Linked DNA regions of Sus scrofa: region 1 is linked to region 2. A link is a contact called in public HiChIP or PLAC-seq data. All regions are on one chromosome and are shown on one strand. The core of a region is the stretch at or near the end of the contact, and the rest is flanking DNA. Distances in the headings are between cores, read along the strand shown.

Evidence for each region. HiChIP or PLAC-seq counts read pairs in DNA pulled down with a chosen protein or histone mark.
Region 1: an H3K27ac HiChIP or PLAC-seq map of skeletal muscle shows a contact between it and region 2, with 4 times the contacts expected there. The contact joins the promoter of ISCA1 here to the promoter of FBP2 in region 2. A contact is called at or near these places in 2 of 2 datasets of contacts at active chromatin or transcription factors (alveolar macrophages and skeletal muscle).

What each region holds. Positions count from the first base shown.
Region 1 is chr10:29,062,815-29,067,497 of Sscrofa11.1, forward strand. It overlaps ISCA1 (iron-sulfur cluster assembly 1 homolog, mitochondrial), which reads left to right and starts at 3,321. Exons shown (of 4, transcript XM_003357702.4): 1 at 3,321-3,527. The coding sequence starts at 3,369. It overlaps LOC102160368 (a long non-coding RNA gene), which reads right to left and starts at 3,297. Exons shown (of 2, transcript XR_001304283.2): 1 at 3,091-3,297; 2 at 1-2,900.
Region 2 is chr10:27,628,941-27,633,787 of Sscrofa11.1, forward strand. It overlaps FBP2 (fructose-bisphosphatase 2), which reads left to right and starts at 2,893. Exons shown (of 7, transcript NM_001167632.2): 1 at 2,893-3,156. The coding sequence starts at 3,098.

The DNA.
Region 1 (4,683 bases), core at 2,071-4,570, 1.4 Mb after region 2:
GGACAGTAGCAGCACTGGACACACTTAGAAATGTTGGTAAAATGTTCTGAGGTAATTTCAGGTTATTTTTTATCTTGAAATGTGTTTCACAAATGGTCTTAATCATATATGTATATATACGTACTCATTCCCCTAGTGAAAAAGATCCTGGATAGCTAAGTCAATAGGGTTCATAAGTGTGTTCAGGCAAAAAAAAAAAAAAAAATTGTTGAAAAGCAAACAATGTAACAGACCTCTATGAAACTGCAGAGATGTGTTCAGTATGTTTTCTTTCTTGAAAGCAGGCTTGTTTGGACAGCAGCAGTCAAGAATGTAGCCCACTCTCTCTTCAGTGAGTGGAATTCTAAGCTTCATTAAGGTTCTGGCCCTGCCTTGTTTCCAGATGAGAATGTGGCAATCTGTACCCCCTCTTAGCAGTTGAATTTCCTTGCCTAGAAGATGAAAATCATACCCGCCCTTCCACAGCTGTGAGGATCAAATGCAGTCTTAACTGAGAAAACACTTCTGGCGGTTTGTGTTTTCAGAACCCTGAAATTCAATCCTGAAGTGCAGTGTTGAACATTTCCCTGTTGCAAGTTTTTAAAACTATTAGGGGAAATCTAGACGTGGTTACAGCTTACAAACTCCTTCAGCAGTTCCCACACCTACTTAATTTCCACACCACTGAACAGCTGCAGCTCTGAGATAAAGGAACACTTTTTTTTAATATATCATGAAGACACTTTCTTCTTCTAACATGCCAGTTTTTTTCAGGGACCTGCACCAGTTTCAAATAACATTAGACATGCCTAATCCACTGACAAACATTATGTGATTTAGCACGTACATGCAAAAACAGCTAATAAGTTAAAAACTGAGTATTGAGTATTAAAGTAGAGGAAAAAAAGCTATTTAAACATGCACAGGATCCTCAATTCAAACATTTAGTAGTAGATTTTTTTTTTTTTTTTTGTCTTTTTTTTTGCCATTTCTAGGGCCGCTCCCGAGGCACATGGAGGTTCCCAGGCTAGGGGTCCAATCAGAGCTGTAGCCTCCGGCCTACGCCAGAGCCACAGCAACGTGGAATCCAAGCCGCGTCTGCAACCTACACCACAGCTCACGGCAATGCCGGATAGTTAACCCACTGAGCAAGGGCAGGGACCGAACCCACAACCTCATGGTTCCTAATCGGATTTGTTAACCAATGCACCATGACGGGAACTCCAGTAGTAGATTTTTAAAACTGTCCAATTCAGCACTATACTGAAAGGCTTGAGTTTAAGCATCATTTATGAAGTGGGGATGGGATTTTTTTGGCCATGCCCACAGCAGTCCAGGGATTGAACTTGAACCTCATCAGTGACAACACCAAATCCTTAACCACTAGGCCACCAGGGAACTCCTAAGCATCATTTATAAAATAGTTATGCCAATGCTACTGCTCTGTGTGGCTCAAAGTTGTGAGGCTCCCATGAGATAATGTACTCAAAGGTTCTGAAACCCAGTAAAGTGCTGCACAACTACATAACATTTTTTTCAGTAACTGATAAAAAATGATATATAGCATCTTTTTTACATTTTTATTAATGAATTCTTTTAGGGCAGTTTTACGTTCACAGCAGAATTAGGCAGAAAGTAGAGTTTCCTTATGCCCTGCAGTGCACCAATCTCCACCACCGTCCACATCCGGCACCAGAGTGGGACATGTGTTACAATCTATGAATCTCTACATGGACACATCATTATCACCCAAGTCCACTGTTTACATTCAGATTCATTCCTGGTATAGCACATTCTACTGATTTGGACAAATGCATAATGACATTGTACCATACAGAGTGTTTACACAATTTTATGGCATCTCTAAATATCCATTAACGGGAGTTCCTGTTGTGCTCAGTGGCAAGAAGATGCGGGTTCTACCCCTGGCCTGGCACAGTGGGTTAAGGATCCATTCTTGCCTTGAGCTGTGGTCACAGACATGGCTGGGATCCAGCATTGCTGTGGCTGCAGCCTAGGCTGGCAGCTGCAGGTCTAATTTGACCCCTAGCCTGGGAACTTCCATATGCCACAGGTAAGGCCCTAAAAAAAAAAGCAAAAAAAAAATTATCCATTAATAATTAGTAGTGGTGTTTAATCTGCACCACATCTGTAGGAGGAAGAGCAGGAGAAAAATGCCCTATACCAGATCAACCAGCTAGTTAAAGATGAAGCCGAGAGACATACCACACTACCGTCGCCTAATCCCAGTTTCCTCTGTGCACCGTGGGGCCTGGGGAAATAACCATTCTCTTAATGTCAGTGTGATTGCATTTCAACAGCAGAGAGACAAGTGATGTAACGAAATCTAACTACAATCCTGTAGGCTCCAAGGGGCCTAAAACACTAAGCTCCTCTTGTAGGAGGTTGGGGATAGTCATTGGCCTAGCCCCACCCCGCCCGCCCCCGGCCGGGCATTAAAAAAACACTTCACTGATTAGTTCTTTCCTTATCAAAACAGAACTGGAATTCCTCCCCAGCACCACTCCACAGAACCTCCTCCCTTTCCCCCTTACCTCTAGCGCTTCCAGGAGAAATGCCACCTTTCCTCATGGTCTCCCATCTTACCCCCCTGCTGCACTTCTATCCTACCAGGATCTCATTCTCCAAACCCTCTATTTACCAGGCTTCCTGTGTATGCCCGGGTATACTGCAGGCTGCACAGTGCATGCGACTCAGGAATATTTGCTGAATCAAAAGGCAGAAGCACCTGAGTACCCAAGATCTAACAAGCAACATGTATTCAATCTAGCTATTGACTGGTACTTGCTATAAAAGTATTACCAGAGCTGCCCGGTCACATCTCAGAGTAAGACTGTGTTCCAAATTCAGCACCCGAAGAGAACACTGCGTTAGTACCGTCTTTCAACGTCCCAAACAGCCTGTGGAAAGAGGGAGGGGAGAAGGAGAGGTTGTTTATCGAGAATCTGCGGTAATTCTACGCCCTTAATAACTCCCTAGCTGGACCAAAAAGGAAGACAGACGTGTACTACGTCTGGGCCTCGGAACCACTCTGTCCTTGAGAGCACCAGCCGGTGGACTTATTTGCGTTCTTAAGCGGCAGCGCCGCACCTTGCTCCGCAGGCAGGTAATGGAACTACGCGCTTTCACAGTCCACAAGTCGGAGCTAACTCCACATGCCCTAATCTGCACGGAGACAGCGCACTGAGACCTTGCGCAGAGGGACGACCTTTCCCTCGCCCCCTGCGCCCCCACATCACGTGACCACTGCCCGGGCGTCCGGCCCCGCCCTCCGGCCATCACTCACGCGGCCCGCCCAATGGCCACGGCGAGGGCGGGCCCGCGCAGGGCGGGGCCTCGGCCACCGTGCGCCGGAGCCTGTGGCGTCAATGCGCCAGCCGTGTCCATGGAGAGAGGCTGAGGTGGCCGAGCTCCGGCCCAGGTACCGGGTCGCCGGGACGGCGAAGATGTCCGCTTCGTTAGTCCGGGCCACTGTCCGGGCTGTGAGCAAGAGGAAGCTGCAGCCCACCCGGGCCGCCCTCACCCTGGTGAGTGGCCAGGACGCGCGGTCGGGCCCGTGACTTTGGTTCCCCTCTGCCCCCGCGAGGGGGGTGGCGGGGCACGGCCGGCCGACGTTGCCCTGGTCCCCCTCTGCAGCCGCCGCTTCGCCGCCCCCTCCCTTCGGAACTCGTCCCTGCTGGGGAGATAAACAGGCGCGGGAGGGGCTGCTCCGCGGGAGCCGGGAGCCCGGGAACTACGTTTCCCAGCAGGCCGTGCGCCGCCGCGTAGAGGGGGGAGGGGGCGCGAGCTAGGCGCCCAGCAGTCAGCCGCGGTGTTCTTGGAGCCTGGGGCAGCGGAGGTCTTGTAGGGGCTAGGGTGTAGGTTATTTAGAGATCTGTGTGTCAGGTGCCGGGGTTAGCTGGATGAATGAACCTGGGTAGCTGTCCTTGAGGCGCTTGGGGAGAACCTTGGCTAGCCGAAGTGTGAGTGCGTGAGCGCCGGTGAGAGCGCAGAGGTGACAAAGCCCACGCTCTGGCGAAATCAAGACTGCAGTGCATAAAGGGTTACTTCCTGGTGTCTACGGTGGAAGAGAGTTTTTGAAACGCACTCTCTGCTTCCAGCGGTGTTGGGCCGTGGTCACGTCTTAAAAGGGACAAAGAAGGATACATTTCCGCCCAGAGTGAGTTTATAGTGTTTTTTGGGTGAAGGGTCAAACATTCAAAGGGCACCAGCATACGCGCTGCAGATAAAGAATTTACTACGCGTGCTGGATCATCGGCGTACTGCGCCGTGTTTTTTTCTTTTTCTTTTTTTTTTTAAGCTAAGGGAACATTCACATAAAATGTACCATTTTAAAGCGTTCGATTTGGTGGCATTTAGTACATTCGCAGTATTTTGCCCCCGTCGCTTCTACGTAGTTCCGAAACATCTGTACCCGAAGGAAAACCCCAGTGTCCATTAACCAGTCACTATTTGCGTTTTGAAAGATTTATTTCATAGGAAAGCTAATGATCAGTTCAACATTCTTTTCACACACACACCCCACTCCTGATTAAGGAGAAGCTTTTGTGTAAGCACTCCAGTTCCTAAAGACCGGAAAACAAATTATATTGAATCATAGATTCTGTTTCATCTAATGCCACAAGAAAGTCTGTTGCCAGAAAATTAGTTGTAGCAAAGCAGAAGAAAGTCGTGATCAGGTGG
Region 2 (4,847 bases), core at 1,643-4,142:
TGAGGATGGCTGTTACCAGAAAAGCAGAGAAGTTACTGTTGCAGCTCAGTGGTAACAAACCTGACTACTATCCATGAGGATGAATGTTTGATCCCTGGCCTGGATCAGAGGGTTAAAAGGATCCAGTGTTGCCTTTGCAGACTTGGCTTGGATCCGGCTACTGTGGCTGTGGCATAGGCTGGCAGCTGCTGCTCTGATTCGACCGCTGGCCTGGGAATTTCCATATGTCGCAGGTGTGGCCTTACAAAGCAAAGCAAAACAAAACAAAATAAAAACCAAAACAAGCAAAAAAACCTGGAAAAAGGCAAAACAAAAAGCAAATACAAACCTGACCACACACAAGAATGAGGTATGTTACTATATATTGACATGGCTACTTTTTTGTGGCAGACACTTTAGATTGATTGATTCAATACCAGTGCCCAGCTCTTGCAGCAAAGGATCACTGTGTGTTATAAAGGTAGACAATGCTACACAAGTTGAAGGCTACTTGGGTGGGGAGTAGCCTTATACAAAGATCGTGAGGAATTATTTCTTTCCTGATAAAAAGGAACTGATGTAGTTGGAGCTGCCCTTCTCCACTCTTTTTTTTTTTTTTTTTTTTTTTTTTTAAGGGCCATGCTCGAGTCATATGGAGGTTCCCAGGCTAGAGGTCTAATCTGAGCCGCAGCTGCTGGCCTACACCACAGCCACAGCAACACGGGATCTGAGCCGCATCTGTGACCTCACGGGCAATGCCAGATCTTTCACCCACTGAGCAAGGCCAGGGATCAAACCCGTATCCTCATGGATAGTAATCTGAACCACAATGGGAACTCCCCTTCTCTTTGGATCTTCAGTGTAGCCTAGATGTTCAGACTTGCACTGGCCATTTGGTGCCAAGAGATGACACACTTGGAGGCAAAAGCCAATTGACCAAGGATTACAGAGAAGAAAGAGAGTTTCCTTTGCACAGCTAAACGAATACCAACAGCCGCCTTGGAGTGAACTTACCAGGAAACATGAGAAAAATAAACTCCCTGTATTTAAATCACTCTTGGTTTTCCATTATTTGCAGCACAACACATTCTGATTGAAATAACTATCAAAGAAAAAAAAATCAGATTATAGAGCAATGGGTATATTTTCCTATTTTGTAAAATGAAATTGTGTGTATATACATATAGGCATATATGCATCAAAAAATCCAGAAGGAGAATAACTAACAGGTATTCAGCACCTATTATGTGACCGGTATATCTTACCACTTTAATCTTCATAACCGCTCTGTAAGGTAGAAGTTTTATTGTTACCGACGTTTACAAGTCAGGAAAGTGAGGTTTCAGGAGCTTTTCGAATTGTACACAGGTCTCTCTGCCCCTGGAGAAACTGCTGGGACCACCCTGTGCAGACCCGCCAGAGGTGCCTATTACCAACTCAAACCCACCACCACCAGCAGCTCTGATGCAGTTATTTCTAGGGAGCGTGTTGGAGGATGGGCTCTGTAGGGCTTTTTGTTCAACAAGCACCTATTTTTTTTCATTATAAAAATTGAAGTTCCTATCGTGGCGCAGTGGAAATGAATCCGACTAGTAACCATGAGGTTGCGGCTTCAAACCCTGGCCTCCTTCGATGGGTGAAGGATCCTGCGTTGCTGTGGCTGTGGTGTGGGCCAGCAGCTGTAGCTCTGATTTGATTCCTAGCCTGGGAACCTCATATGCTGCAATTGCAGCCCTAAAAGGGAAAAGTTAAAAAAAAAAATGCAGGCATTCTCATTGTTGCTCAGTGGGTTGGTTAAGAACCCAACTAGTATCTAATGAGGATGTGGGTTTGATCCCTGGCCTCAGTGGGTTAAGGATCTGATGTTGTCGTGAACTGTGGTGTAAATGTGTGTAGACCACAGACGCAGCTTGGATCTGGTGTTGATGTGGCTGTGGCATAGGCTGGGAGTTGGAACCCCAACTGGACCCCTAGCCTGGGAATTTCTGCACGCTGCAGGTGCAGCCCTAAAAAGAAAAGGAAAAAAAAAAAAATGCAAGTCCGGAGAAATTGAAAGGATAAAGAATTGATAAAATAACCCTGGTGCTAGGCATTGTGCTAGGAATAGAATTTATTTTCTTCCAGATTTGAATATCTATTATAAATATCCATCTAAAATAAATTTTTTGTTGGAAATAAAAAGCATTTTTTTTTCTTTTTAGGGCTGCACCTGTGGCATATGGAAGTTCCCAGGCTAGGGGTCGAATCGGAGCTGCAACTCTCAGTCTACACCACAGCCACGGCAACGCCAGATCCAAGCCATGTCTGCAACCTACATCACGAGTCACGGCATCACTGGATCCTTAACCCACTGAACGAAGCCATGGTTCAAACCTACATCTTCATGGATACTAGTCAGGTTTGTTACTGCTGAGCCACAACAGGAAATCCATAAAAAGCGTACTTTTTATTGGAAATAAAAAGCATCCCTTTCAAACATGTGAGAGAACCCTGGCTAAGAGGTGCCAGGATTGCCACTATTTTGTTATGTGACCTATTCCCCAGATAAGGTATCTGCCAATCTGTGTCTGTGATGAAAGGGAAGGAGGCACCGCAGCGGAGATACAAGAAGAATCCTTTGGAGCCCTTGAATAACAGGGTTTTAGGGACCCTTGTTTTCCGCAGATGAATTTCCCATCTCCTACCTGCTACTAAATGGTTGCTTCTTAGGATCTTTAAAGAAGAAGCTTCATCAAGAAAAAGTAGGTCTGTGGTTCCGGGTTGCCTGTTCTATTTACAGCTTGCTTAAGGGCTCTGGCAGCCTTCAGATGAGCCAGGCCAGAGAGGTTTCCTTGAGGGCTTGCCCAGTTATCTCAACCACGTGGGTGGTGGCACTTCCCCCTTAAAGGTCCTGGCCCAGCTAGGACAGACTCATAATCAGCTCTGATTCAGCGGCGGACGGATCAGTCCTTACAGATAAGGCTTTGCTTCTGCAGGTAGACAAGGACTTGAAGCATTCCCTAGCATCATGGGGGACAGAAGCCCCTTCGAAACAGATATGCTCACCCTGACCCGCTATGTTATGGAAAAGGGCCGGCAGGCCAAAGGCACCGGGGAGCTCACGCAGCTGCTCAACTCCATGCTGACGGCCATCAAAGCCATCTCCTCTGCCGTGCGCAAGGCCGGCCTGGCCAACCTGTGAGTCCCATCCAGGCCGGGGGTGGGGGTGGGGTGGGGGCAGGGCTGCAGGTGTTGGGGCTGGATACCCTCAGGTCAAAAGCTATTAGCCTGTGTGCCCTGGCGGGGGGTGGAGGGGTGGGGTGTTGGAGCGAGTTGCCTTGAAAGATTCTTCCAGGGGTGCGTTGATAAAAGGGACTTTGCCTTGTGTCACGGAAGGAACAGGAGTTCCGTTGTGGCTCAGAGGGAACAAATCCAACTAGTATCCATGAGGATGTGGGTTCGATCCCTGGCCTCGCGCAGTGGATTAAGGATGCGGCATTGCTGTGGCTGTGGTGGAGGCCGGCAGCTACAACTCCGATTTGACCCCGAATGTGGGAACTTCCATATGCCAAAGGTGCAGCCCTAAAAAGAAAAAAAAAAAAAAAAAGAAGAAGAACAAAATACTTGGAGACACGCTATGGAGAAAAATATATATGATTTTTCCAGCTGCCACGTATTGTAATGATAACAAGCTCAGGGCCTTGTTCCACTAAAACCTACCCTGAGTTATGGGGACTTGCGTTTGCATTCTCCCTGGCACAAAGCGACTGCCAGGAGACTTGAGATGGCTCTTTAATGCCTTTGCAGATATGAGCCCTTTATTGTCTTGCCCTTTGCCTACAGTCGTTGGCAGCTAGAAATCATTTACCAAATGACTCCCTGCAACCCAAGCTCCTTCTCCCTTCTTACCATCAAAAGGAGTCTTTTGCTTTTAAAAACAATTTGTTATTTCTTCTCTGGGACTTAATCTCCTCTCCACTTGGTGTGCGGGAACCTGGGAGGTGCAGGGGGCCAAGGAGGAGGGAACTCAGAGCATTTTGAGCTCTTGGTGCTTTATCCAAACCCAGATCGGCAGCCAAGTTCATGCTACGGCTGCTGATCCTCACAGTCAAGGGTCTAGTTTAAGTCTATGATGAAAAGAAGCAAGTCTTGGAGTTCTTGTCATGGCTCAGTAGAAACGAATCTGACTAGCATCCATGAGCACAGAGGTTTGATCCCTGGCATCGCTCAGTGGGTTAAGGATCCGACGTTGCCGTGAGCTGCAGTGTAGGTCGAAGATGCGGCTTGGATCCCACGTTGCTGTGGCTGTGGTGTAGGCTGGCAGCGGTAGCTCCAATTCGACCCCTAGCCTGGGAACCTCCATATGCTGTGGGTGCGGCCCTAAAAAGACAAAAAAAAAAAAAAAAAAAAAAGCAAGTCTTTCTTTGGGGCTTCCATTTTCCTGGTAGCAATTCCAGTTTGAGGTCCTCTCAGAAGTTAGCAGGACCCATTATGATCATCATCATTACAAAATGAAGAAATATCAAAGTCCAATAATTAAAATATTTATTCTTAACAACTTAGGACTTTTAATGGAAAAAAAAGTGATAATTACAGAATTTACCTGTATAAAGTTTTGTGACCCAGTGGTGGAATCCAAATTAAGGGTGATTAGGACTGGATTTTCCTTTGTGCATTGCTATACCTGTATTAGTGTTTGGCAAAATGGCCAACTCTCTTTTTTTTTTTTTTTTTTTGCTTTTTAGGGCTGCACCTGAAGCATATGTTCCCAACTAGGGGTCCAATAGCTGCTGGCCTACACCACAGCCACAGCAACATTGGATCCTTAACCCACTGAGCAAGGCCAGGGATCAAACCTGCATCCTCATGGATACTAGTCGGATTTGTTT